4 separate regions of the Zea mays genome follow, and regions 1, 2 and 4 are each linked to region 3. Evidence: chromatin contacts called from public Hi-C data. All regions are on one chromosome and are shown on one strand. The core of a region is the stretch at or near the end of the contact, and the rest is flanking DNA. Distances in the headings are between cores, read along the strand shown. Region 1 holds the start of LOC100191579. Region 2 holds the start of LOC103654817 (cytochrome P450 734A2). Region 3 holds the start of LOC103654819 (peptidyl-prolyl cis-trans isomerase CYP95). Region 4 holds the start of LOC606475.

Region 1 (3,257 bases), core at 748-3,247, 210 kb after region 3:
GTTAGAATGTGATATACTCTTCGGAGTTATTTCCATAACATAGTATATGCATGTATAGCATATGGCTGATATGTTATTGTGTTACCTGACTAGGCTGTCGTTTGTGCCACTGAGTCACTGAGAGGCATGGGTGGATTCCTGGAGTCGTCTTCATCCTGTGTTTTGTGACATTTCTCCATCTCATACAAGTAGTTTAAATTAAGGCCAAGGCATATGAGCATATCCCTACCAACAAGCAAAAACCCATCAGTGATTTGTGTATGGAATTGACATTCTAATTTTATATAAATGTATGCTTCAGTAAAAACAAAACTTGAACCGAGGAACCAAATTCAAGAGAAACAAAAGCATTCCTAAAATCTAGAATTAGTTCTGCAATGTTGATAGATAGATAGCATCAGTTAACTCAAATAGTAGAGAAGTCATTTACCCGATAATTTTTCAGGCCATCATGATCAACAACTTGAAGTTTAGTGGCAGCAGACCGCTCCTTGTGATCAAACAGTGTACTCGAAAAGCATGATGGGCCCATAGAATGGCGAGCACTTGCCAGATCAAGCCATCCTTGTATTCATATTACAGTATGGTGGGAACAGGCAAATATAAATTTCACTGTATCTCAATCCAAAAATAAAAAAGAATCAGGTGCTACCTGCAAATCTGCAACTCTGGGAGACACATGCAGCAAAAGTACACCAAAACTGGAGATCTAAAATCTAGTAGTGAGCTCGTAACCAGATGCCAATGTGAGTTTATTAATGACAAAAACAACTAATCTCAAACTCAAACTAAATTAGTCTTCAATACTCCGAGTCAAAGATCATATCGCATTCGAGCACTGTGATTTACCGTGAAACATTACTACCTACTATTTAGTTACCATGATTGGATTATCCTCCTCTTTCTGGTTATAAACGCAGAGAACTTAAATCATCTGAAAGAACATATAGGAGGGATGAGAATAGTCACAGGAAAATAATGCAAGAAAACTATATACACACCTCCTTCCTCCCGCCAGCACGGTCAGAGAGCATACTATGACAGCCTCAAATCCTACAGTGTTAAGGAGAGTCACTAAGTTACTTAACATCTTTTTTCGAAAGAATATTCATCCATGTACTGTGTAAATATGAAATAACACGCAGAGAGTAAGGAGCGAAGAACGTTAACTGTAACATGGGGGGGGGGGCAAAGTAATTTTTTGGAGGTGGGGTGATTCACTTTTCACGCCGAAGACAAGACACAGACCTTAGAGGAGAAATATGGTTGCGGTTTAAGGCGCCCAACGAATCCAAAAATCTAAGATGCGAATCGTAAGAAGCGACTAACAGATCCAATAAATGTGAAGCAGAAGGAACTAGATCTGCTAGAAGGACAAAGTATCGGGAAAAAAGAAAACATGCCTTTTTCTAACCTGGCAAAAACGTAGGAAGACGAAGTGGCTACAGATAGACAAGACGGAGGGAGTAAGGACGAAGAGGAGCGTGGCAGAAAGAATAATGAGAGGCGATTACAGTGGAAGACTACTGGTCGACCGATGCAAGCTGCAGAGGATCGACGGAGGGAGTGAGGAGAAAGAGAGACAGAACAAAACGAGCGAGGGTGGGTGGGAAGTGAGGAGGAAGAGAGACGGAGCAAAACGAGGGTGGGTGGGAAGTGAGGAGGAAGAGAGACGGAGCAAAACGAGCGAGACGAGGCTGACGCTAGCGTCACTTGGAAGTCTCTAGAGGCGATAAGTACGAGGGGCGTATGAGAGAGCAAGGAAGATGGACTAATGATCCATCATCGAACGGCTACAAAGTTTTCTGACGACGTGAATGAGCTAGTAGGCGCCGTCCGTTAATAATAAGGAAATATGTTGTTAATATAGATGTTTAATGTATAAAGGAAAAAATGAGATATCGAAAAAAAAATATTTTACGCGAGGACGGATAGGACATTCGGCGTTCCTAGGTACCCCGCTGCTTCCGTGCTCACCTCGCCTGCAGGGCCGCAGCCGCTGGAAGAACACGAAGACGACGGGAGTGCGGGGTGGCGTCGCCGCTGGAGCACCAGCTGTAGCCGCCGGCTAGGCCTCCGCGCCGCTCTCCGTGGCCAACGCGCCGTCATGCTTGCGGCGTCGGCGCGGCGGCTGTCCGCCGCCGCCTCGTTTTCCTCTTCTTCCATGCGCTCCAGCCAGCTCGCCGCCGTACTGAACCAACAGGTTAGGCGCGTCAATTGGGACGTGGGTGGATCTCATATGATGATAGCCATGTTTTATAGTAGTGGCGCTGGTGATGAACTGAAATCCTGAAGCGGTATATTTCTTATTTTGTTGTCTGGTTGCAGAGGTGGATGCACGACAGGAACAAGAAGGCGATGGAGCTGGTGGCCAAGGGATGGAGTGCGCTCCAGGAGGTCGACCGCGTCATCGACTACGCCGATCTCAACGACAAGCGCCTCATCCCGCTTCTAAGGGTACGGCTTAGGGTTTATCTTCTTTCCGCTCCCATTTTTCTGCAATGAGATGAGGGAACACCTAATCCGTCAAAAAAAAGGTTCACTTATTGTAGCCTAGTTAGTTGAATTTTGTGATATCTCCAGCATTGACAGAGAACTTGGGGGCAACGAGTTCTCTTCATATTCCGTGAATTAGGCCTTGTTCGTTTGTGCCGGATTGGTGGGTCGGAACGATTCCTAACCGGATTGCTTCTCTAATTTATATAAACTTTAATTAACTGGAACGATTCCGGGTACAATCTGATAGAAACGAACAAGGCCTTAATCGGCTGGAGTTGTGTAGTGGAGATATTCCACTAGATCACACTGATCTTGTTCTTTTAACCGGCTTAACTTTTTTAAGTTGAACCTCTCATGGCCACCTGCTTGACAATGTTTTTTAACTAATGGTCTTAACATCTTGTTTTACATAACTTTCTTCATGTGTAAAGGGCGCTAAGGAAAACTTTGAGCTGGCTTTGGAGATTGACAATGGTAATACACATGCGAGGTATTGGCTGGGAAAAATGCATTTCAAGTATCATGTTCCTGGTGCTTGCAAGGCAGTGTGAGTAACTCTACTTGTAACTATAATGTAGTGCTGATTTTTTGCATTTAAATTATATTGCTGCTATATTCTGTTCTATAGCTTCCAGGCACATGGAAATGCACGAAAATAGTTTCGTCAATGCTTTTGTTGTTGTTTTGACAACTCTTTTACATATTCCTTTTAAGTTGATCGAGTCCTAAACCATTGATGAGTGTACGGTAGAAGTATT
Region 2 (2,948 bases), core at 119-2,618, 240 kb before region 3:
TTAAATCTCTTTCCATTTAATTTTGTCTAGCAAGGGATGTAATCTCCTTCAATTCACTTCTAACCGAACAAACCCTAAACAAGAAGTTCTAGATGCTACTTCAATTCATCAATACCAAGCAAGCTCATTTTCGAAGGAGATAATTGTCGAAAGAAGATGAGGTATGCCTACACAATAAGCCACATAGTCCAATTGTTGCCTTTCTGATCATTGAATGGATTCACCTGCAAGTTTGATCTAAGCTTGGACGTGCCATACATTGAGATTGTTCTCTTGCAGATGTTATGTCGGCCAATAAAATATTTATGGGTGGCAATCTACATGGTAAAGGAGAAATAATCAAGAGAGGCTATCGACACAATGTTTATTCTATATATGTTGATGAAAGTGTCAGCAACAGGAAGTCCACCGTCGGCATCGAACTTACTTCCTAGACCAGCACATAGCTCGTGATGACACTATGATCCCATGGAGGGGAGAGGAGGGGTCGACGACGATGGTGACAGTACAAGGGAGGGGAGGGGCGGTGAGGTCGTGAGGGAGGGGATAGATGACAGATGATTCAAACAATATCGTGCATTTGATTTGAGTGGGTAAGGGAGAGAAGGTTACCTAGAAATTTGAACCATTGATTTTGATGGTGTGTTAAGTCTGAGTATAATTTGTTTGGTGTATTCAGTAAAGATAGCGTAGAGTGATTTGATTAGATAAGTATTGTAAAATATAAACCAGTGGATTATGGATTATATAGTGTTATAGACTACTGTTTTTTTACGACTTATCTTTTTCCTTCTAGCGTTTATCGAAGATTTTGGTGGAGTCTCTTCTAGAAGTTTCATAGTAAATAGTGAGATTGTTGGCGCATGATTTCTCTTTTTTTGAGAAATGGTTTTACTTGTTTTTGGACATGGATTTTGAAAGTTTTGTTGGGACTAAACATGAAATTTTCTAAACATGTCAAGCCACACGCCATCCCTCCATCCAACATGGTCAATTAAGGGTGTGTTTGGTTTCTAGGGACTAATGTTTAGTCCCTAGATTTTATTCTATTTTAGTTCTAAAATTACCAAATATAGAAACTAAAACTTTATTTTAGTTTCTATATTTACCAATTTATACACTAAAAAGGAATAAAATGAAGGGACTAAACATTAGTCCCTAGAAACCAAACACCCCCTAAATAAAGTGACGAAGGCCACCCGTTGACCCTTACAACCCACCAGCTCCAAAACAAAAATTCTTCCTTTCCTCTCTCATCAGTCATTCCTGCGCTCCCTCCCGTCTCCATCGCCCGCCGGAACGGCCTCTCCCCGGCGACCTCCCCACCACTATATAACCGCCCTACCCTTCCTTCCCTTGCCTTCCCTTCTCATCACAGAACCCTTCAGCCATTACCACCACCGTTTCTTTCGAAATCCTCTGTCTCTGCGTGCGTGGCACACAAGCGCACGGCTATTACCAGAGAGCCAGCTCCGCCCTGCTTGGTTCCATTCCAAGAAGCAATTAAGGGGGCAGGAAACAAAGACTCAGGCTGCAATGGGGGAGGACATGGACGCGGCCGGCGCGGGCTGGCTGTCGTGGCGAGCGGCGGCGGTCGCCGTTCTCGCTTGGCTGGCGCTGCACGTGGCGGCGCGCGTGGCGGACGCGCTGTGGTGGCGGCCCCGGCGCCTGGAGGCGCACTTCGCGGCGCAGGGCGTGCGCGGGCCGCCGTACCGGTTCCTGCTGGGGTCCGTGAAGGAGATGGTGGGGCTCATGGCGGAGGCCTCGTCCAAGCCCATGTCGCCGCCAACCTCCCACAACGCGCTGCCCCGCGTGCTCGCCTTCTACCACTACTGGCGGAAGATCTACGGTGCGTGCCCTGGCTTGGCCTCTCTCTCTCCCACGTCCCACCTCTCGCTTTCGCCCATGTGTTGCGTCGCCGAGCATGTGCTCCCCCCTTTCCGTTTGATTGCTCATCTTTTTGGTTGCATCTCCGTGATCTGTTCCCTCCGTGTCCGCTTTCCGGCGCCCCTCTTTCTCTCTCTCTGTCCTGCAGAATTGCTCCCCTGTGCATGTCTGTTTGCGACCAGGGGCTCAGCTTTTGTCTCTTGTTGTCAGCAGAGCACAGCGCAGCTCTTCTCTCTCTCTCTCTTAGTCTCTCTCTCTCTGTCCAATTGCGCTCATGGTGTTTACTCCCTCTCCCTTCTTTCTCCAGACTCTCTCTATCTCACTTCAGTTGCTGCCATGCCATGCCCCATGCTGCCTGCTAGCTCTTGTCCTTCCCCTGCCCCTGCTCGCCTTGCCTTGCTTGCCCCTCTGGCTCTTGCATTCAATGGAGCTGGGCTTTGGATCATGAGCGGAGCACATGGGAGAAAACCAGCGCAGCACAAGTCCAAAGTCTTTTTCTTTCTTTCTTTCTCTTTTCCTTTGGTCTTTGTGTTCTTGGCAATCCACGGTTGGACGATCAGTTGGTTGGTAATGGTTGGCTGATTGACCGGCGGCGTTCTCCACATGCGCAGGACCGAACTTCTTGATCTGGTTCGGGCCGACGCCGCGCCTGACGGTGGCGGAGCCGGAGCTGGTGCGCGAGATCTTCCTGACGCGCGCGGAGGCGTTCGACCGCTACGAGGCGCACCCGGTGGTGCGCCAGCTCGAGGGCGACGGCCTCGTCAGCCTCCACGGCGACAAGTGGGCGCTCCACCGCCGCGTCCTCGCCGACGCCTTCTACCCGGACAACCTCAAAGTAAGACAGAGGCTTTTCCATGCCGCTCTGCTCTGCTCTGAGCAGTCCGTTGTGCGGTGCCTGACGCGCGCCTTGTTCTTGTTGGTCCTCTCTGGCAGCGGCTGGTGCCCCACGTCGGCCGGTCGGTGGCGGCTCTGGCGGAGAAGTGGCGCGCCATGGCGTCCGCCTCCTCGAGCGGCGAGGTGGAGGTGGACGTCGCGGAGTGGTTCCAGGCGGTCACGGAGGA
Region 3 (3,004 bases), core at 479-2,978:
GGGTTTCTCTTTCTCTCCATGTTCTTGAATAATCCCTGGGCCAACACGGTAGCTTCACAATGAATAATGGAAAGATATCAACAAAGTAAGCAATTGGTAAACGTGGTAAAAATGGCATTGCTGCCCTAGACAATACTTAATGTTACAAGATTGAAACCACATAAACTGGCTATATGCCTTCAAATTTGCATGCGCTTACATAGTTAAATAGCTGCAGAACTATACTTTTCCTACTACTCACAAAACACATAAATGCAGTTTCTTTTGCATCCTTCTAAAAGAAACTCGCAAGCATGGAGTAGAGGATATGCAGATGCAACAAGCACAGTACCCAATTCTACTAGCAAAAACCAGATTTTACAATAAATAGCCATTGCAAACAAGCAACGAGGCAAGACAAGAACATCAGAGAACATTCATCTAGAAGTTCATGGCCTTGTCATAAATCACTTAATAATAATAAATCTTTACTTATATATTTATATATTATTATAAAATTAAAGAGTGGAAATTTCTTCCTCCAAATTTTGATCCATCACTCTCTCTTAGTCTCTCTCTCTCTCTCTCTCTCTTGGTCAGTCTGTCCCTACACTCCCCCAAGCACAGTTCTCACCAATTTTAAGAGTAGTACGACTAGAGTCATAATTGGTTTAATATCCCGTCCGTGACCTAAAACTCACGACCTCTGCTCATACGAATTAGAAAAGTGAGCATACAGTCCAGTTCCAAAGTGTGTTCCATTGCAAAGCACGAACATGTTTGCTAGTTAATAATAGTATATCATTACGCCTGTTCAAGTTTCGTACATCTGTTCCACTGCCAGTGATGGAGCTAGAATTATATGATTATATGGGGCTCAAATCAGTTAATCCATGAAATAAATATTAAAGCATGCACTGAAGTCAATGAAAAAATAATCATGGGGGCATCCGTTCAGCATGCGCCAGCCCCCCCCCCCCCCCCCCCCTACTGACTCCGACAGCGCTGCAGCCTACATCGCACGGTGCCAGCCAACACTAACTTGAGTAACCAGTAATCACGCAGAGAGACATCCTGGTGCAACGGCAGGAATCTAGACAAACAATCCTGGCCCCAGATCAGGATCCGTGCACAACACCGCAAACCCTGAAAATCCCTACAAACCCCCCAAAACCCTATCGCGAACTCAACCCCAAACCCTGGAACCTCCTCCCCATCCAAACATCAGAGAGCCCAAACGCGCATGAAACACTCTGGCCATGCAGATCGAAACGCGCAAGCCAGGCCCTTGGCGTGCGATCCAGCGATTGCGAAGTAGAGGGGAGCAGCCCGGGACCCGGGTAGAGAGGGAGAGCACGAACCACAAGGGAAGACCCGGTGGTTCTACGGCGCCGGTCACGTCGGAGAGGTGCGACTGTGCGAGGGTCTCGTGGGGGCAAGGATATTTGCTCGCTCCGGCGGAGCGCAGCCGCAGCCCCGTGGAAGGCACCGCCACAAGCGGCCGCAAAAGCGGAGTGATGTGGGGAATAGGGGAGTGGAGGAGCGCAGCGGCCAAGTACCCTGGCAGCCTGGCTCCCTGAGAGCCCTGCGACAGGGCCAATTACAGTTCTGTCCCCGACACGTGGAGCGTTGAATGCTAGTCCTGGATGCACTGCATGTGGGCCCTCATGGTGGTGACAGTGTGGTCAGGCGACATGGAGTCCGGGTCCGGGTCCGGATCCTCGGCCGACGGCGTAGGGTGTGATTGGTACGCGTGCTCTCTGGCGCTGGGCTCGGGCCGGTTGGACGGACGGCGAAGGTCCCGCCCGCCTTGCATGCAGGCAGTGAGGCAGAGCGGTGGAAAAGTGCCTACCTGCAGGTAGATCGGTTTCTCACAGCTAAATATGGCAATAGTTACCAGATCCGGTGACTCGTGATTATTTATCCATACGTATATGGTCTAAATATTCTATTTATGAGTTTTTTATTAGACAAAAACTTCACTCAGTACGTAAAAATATTAGAACGCTTCGGCCTCATCTATACCTGTTAACACATGGGTATAAAATACCCAATATAAAAGTGTAAACTTAGGCCTCGATAATCCATATATTTTAACTATTTAACAAACTTTTTTGTGATGATGTAATAGAAGGCTTAACAGCTATTTGATAACCATGTAATGAAACATGTAATGTGTTATGTGGTATTATCTTAGTGTTGCTACTTTATCCAATTATATATGGTGTGTGTTGAATAGAGTGTTGAATGGATGATTGAATGGTGCTCGAAATTTTGTAATGGCATTTAGATTGATATACTTGACGTTTGTATGATGTATTATTTTGATATATGTTTAATCTTTATAGGTACAGGTGACCCAACGGGTGATCTATAATCACATGGGTATGGGTATGAGAGTAAATCCATACCTACCATTGGATATAGGTGACCCAACGAGGTTACTTTTTGTCGCGGATATGAGTGTGGGATAGTAATACCCAGTAGGTATTTATCTATTGCCATCTCTACTCGTAGCATAGGCAACTAATCACCCTCTCGTAGATTAATGCATGAAGTGAGCCTGGGCACGTCTAGGCAACCAATCAGCCCTGTAGTCGCCGCCGACTGGCTGACGCGTGGGCCGGCCACGGCCAGGCCCCACCTAGCAGCGGTCGGACATTACAACAGAGGATCTGGCCGAATCCAGGATGGGAGATGCGGTTCAAGCTCTAGCAACTTCATTTGAAACATGGTACAAAGCGGTATTTTGTCCCCTTTTGGCAGGGCTCCGGTTCCTCTGAAAAGAGTTTCAACTTTAGGTCCTCTAGCTCTTTGGCTTCTCAGGAGGAGCTAGAGTTGTTTTGTAATTCGTTTGGCTAAACAGTTTCTCTTGTGTTTCTTTCGAATGATGTATTAGGGAAATGAATGAGGAGCCGATAGAAACCACATTTTTTGTGCTTCGGCTCCCAACACGAAAACGACTCTAGCTCCTCGAGGGCTCTCGACAAGAAGTCGTTTTATGACCGTTTGGTAGGGCTTCACG
Region 4 (3,153 bases), core at 342-2,841, 160 kb after region 3:
CCATTGTACACTTGGGTCCTCTCCTTACGTCTATAAAAGGAAGGACCAGGGCCCTCTTAGAGAGGGTTGGCCGCGCGGGGACGAGGACGAGACAGGCGCTCGCGTAAGGCCGCTCGCTCCCTCACCCGCGTGGACGCGTAATCCCCTACTGCAAGCGCACCCGACCTGGGCGCGGGACGAACACGAAGGCCGCGGGATTTCCACCTCTCTCACGCCCGACTCCGGCCACCTTTCTCCCCCCTTCGCGCTCGGCCTCGCGCCGACCCATCTGGGCTGGGGCACGCGGCGACATTTCACTCGTCGGCCTAGGGACCCCCCGGTCTCGAAACGCCGACAGCTAAATATACCGGACAAAACAGTTTACAGACTATTGTTGGAGACAATCTTATATTCTTCTACGAAGGCTCTTAGGCCCGGGCTATGTGCGAGCAGTGCACTTGCAAGCCTCAAAAAATTAAGAGTCCCAAAATTATCAGATTGTTCTAGTTTTAGGCAGCGGTGAAGCTAGAGCAAAATTAAGGATGGTGCATTTGACTTGTGGATACATAAGAATTTATTTTACGGGCGCATATATGGTAAAATTTTAACCAATTTTATAGATTTTATATTTTTTTGGGGTGCATTTGCATCCGCTACCTATAGTGTAGCTTGGTCCCTGGTTTTAGGGTTAGTTTCAGAATACCATTTTTCCAAAGGATTCCTACTTGGGAAAATATGAATCTCTTGGGAAAATGATGTTCCAAAACTAGCCCTTATAATCTTATACAACATATGTTAATATGCAACATCTATCTTCCTTCCTACCCTACCGTTGCGTCAAAGCGGAACAAAGAATGAATCTTCATAGGATTCTAATACATGTTCGCGTGCGTGAATGAAGTTTCTCTAAATTAAACCTACTAAATTTATATTTGTGTTATAGTATGACACAACAAATACATGATATTTAGTAGAATAGCACTCGCGATTAAAGCTATGGAGAAGATTGAATATAAACATATTGTAGAATATATTATTTAAAAACCCACCAAAAACGATGTTATTCAAATAAAATAGATATTTTCTTTATATATTCTATTACACTATATGTTATTGCAAGTTTTAGTTTGTTATTGATTATTTTAAATAAAAATATTAGATCCTACTATTTTAGATTTAGAACATGGCTTTCAAATTTTCATGTCCCAATATTGGTCTTGTTTGGTACAACTTATTTCAGATATTTTTTACAGATTTAAGCAAAAGATGGGCGTTTTTATAGTAGCTTATCAGTTTAATTGTTTCTCGTAATAAATCAAAAGTATAAGTAGAAACTTCAATAAATCTTTTCCTTAAAAAAAAACAGCAGTTGTATTTGTACACAACTACACCATAATTCCAACGATCCTGCCCAAGCCCGTGCACGGTGCAGCCCTTTCCGTGTGGGCCTAGCAAATCGGCCCACCTGTCCTTGAGTCACACAAATCACGTCACCAGCTGGACACTTGGTTGGCTTCCACGAAAGCCACGGCACTGGCACCGCGCGCGGTTTCCCGCTGCCACCGACTCGTGGGACCGGCCGGCGCTGCCCTTTGACCCGCCTCGACGTCGGTGCCTCGCGTCCCTTCCTCTCCCACCGATCAGGCGAACAAATACGCACGCGAACGCAAAGAAAAAAAAACTGTTGTTTTGTTCTTGCGGAGACGAGACGAGACGAGGCGACGCGAGGTAGGTTTTCGGACCCCTCTTCTCAATCCCCTCACGTTTCGTTTCGTTTTGTTTGGGTTCTTCCGCCGTCGATCCTGACGAGATCGTTTCCGTCCTCTCTGCCGACGCGCCGCCGTCTGCCAGTCGCGAGGAGTCGAGGAGGATCGGGGCTCAGGTACACACGTCCGTCTCCTTCCCTTGTTCGTATCATCGTGGTTGGGTCTGTTGGATTTGTTGCTTTTGACGGCATCACGCGATCGGTTGTTTTTGCTGGATTTTTTTTTGTTATTCTTGCCCGCGAGGGTTGGATCGATCTGTAGGGATTTGGATGCAAAACGTTGCCAATACTCGTTGGTTTGGCTGCCGTCTCTCTCGTGCTCTCCTCTCCCGTTGTTATCCTCGTTTGCGCGCGGGAGGTTTTTGGGACCGGGGTTGAGGGGGCGTGTCCTTGAGATTCGTGCGGCCGATGATTAGTCGACAGCTATGGCATGGCATCTGATACGAGGGAATCTGGGGGCTTTTGCCGCCGTGAGCCGTGGAGGAAATCTGAAGGTTTCAGTAGTGCTCTTTGTCTTTCGGGAAATGGGTCTGTCAGACTGTCTCCATGGAAAATATGGGCAGTGGAAAATACTTTCCTTGGAACTGTAGATGACACTGTTTGATACTGTTAGTTTGAAATAGAGGATAGAATAGGGGATGCTTAGTTACAAGGTTGTGATGGACTGTCTGTTTCTGCATTATCTGAAATTATGCTATATGACTGTATTTGACCATTATTATGGTCCCATTGCATGAGTCATTCAGTTGAGTTGTGCCATCATGCTGCGCACCGTTCTGGTCTTATCTACCCAAACTTCATACATCATTTGCTTTGATGTCCCTGATGGGCCACCGTGCAATAGAGATCTTTATGTGCACCTCTATGATGCAATGCAATGCGATGTACACAATCACTGAATCTGCATCGAGACTACACAAGAAAGCTGGTCAGCTAAACTGGCTGACTGACTGACTTTATCCTCGTCGAGGACCGATTACGTCACGAAGAAACTACAGGATGGCAAGTGTGCTGCATGAACACACCACACATGCCGCACTCGATGGCCTGTGCATAGAATCTGTAACAATATAATTAGAGTCCATGCAACGTTGAACCTATTATATTGCTCTCTGTCTTAGGTAGTGCCCATCTGTGGCCCACTCGTGTGCCGCCTCGTTGCTTTGTGGCTCAGTCAGGCAAGCAGCACAAAAGGGAACGAAACAACCAATATATACGTTAATTGTTTGGATTCATGTCAGTGAAGGAGTACAAGCCGGAAAGAGGTGCTCTGCATGGTCTTTGGAATCCTAGATACAAAGATATAGCATGCAAGTGCACCTAATGATTCATTTTATAGGAAGGAGAGCGTACTTAACCAATCCCTTGCAAAAGCGGGGGTTTAAGTTCAGAAAATTGATGATTTGGGA

What was found. Hi-C and Micro-C count contacts between places; a contact is called where the count stands out from the background.
Region 1: a Hi-C map of tassel shows a contact between it and region 3, with 2.3 times the contacts expected there. The contact joins the promoter of LOC100191579 here to the promoter of LOC103654819 in region 3. A contact is called at or near these places in 4 of 25 Hi-C or Micro-C datasets (ear, leaf and tassel).
Region 2: a Hi-C map of bundle sheath shows a contact between it and region 3, with 2.7 times the contacts expected there. The contact joins the promoter of LOC103654817 here to the promoter of LOC103654819 in region 3. A contact is called at or near these places in 13 of 25 Hi-C or Micro-C datasets (bundle sheath, ear, endosperm and 4 more) and 1 of 3 datasets of contacts at active chromatin or transcription factors (leaf).
Region 4: a contact with region 3 is called in a Hi-C map of ear, with 2.7 times the contacts expected there. The contact joins the promoter of LOC606475 here to the promoter of LOC103654819 in region 3. A contact is called at or near these places in 7 of 25 Hi-C or Micro-C datasets (ear, endosperm, leaf and 1 more).

The regions. Positions count from the first base shown.
Region 1 is chr4:240,429,406-240,432,662 of Zm-B73-REFERENCE-NAM-5.0, forward strand. It overlaps LOC100191579, which reads left to right and starts at 1,998. Exons shown (of 8, transcript NM_001137009.1): 1 at 1,998-2,203; 2 at 2,329-2,457; 3 at 2,931-3,046. The coding sequence starts at 2,108. It also overlaps the pseudogene LOC100533160.
Region 2 is chr4:239,978,558-239,981,505 of Zm-B73-REFERENCE-NAM-5.0, forward strand. LOC103654817 (cytochrome P450 734A2) reads left to right here and starts at 1,369. Exons shown (of 5, transcript XM_008681641.3): 1 at 1,369-1,849; 2 at 2,499-2,722; 3 at 2,821-2,948. The coding sequence starts at 1,537.
Region 3 is chr4:240,219,456-240,222,459 of Zm-B73-REFERENCE-NAM-5.0, forward strand. LOC103654819 (peptidyl-prolyl cis-trans isomerase CYP95) reads right to left here and starts at 1,729. Exons shown (of 14, transcript XM_035967552.1): 1 at 1,341-1,729; 2 at 1-35. The coding sequence starts at 20.
Region 4 is chr4:240,378,063-240,381,215 of Zm-B73-REFERENCE-NAM-5.0, forward strand. It overlaps LOC606475, which reads left to right and starts at 1,592. Exons shown (of 5, transcript NM_001309486.1): 1 at 1,592-1,707; 2 at 1,831-1,861.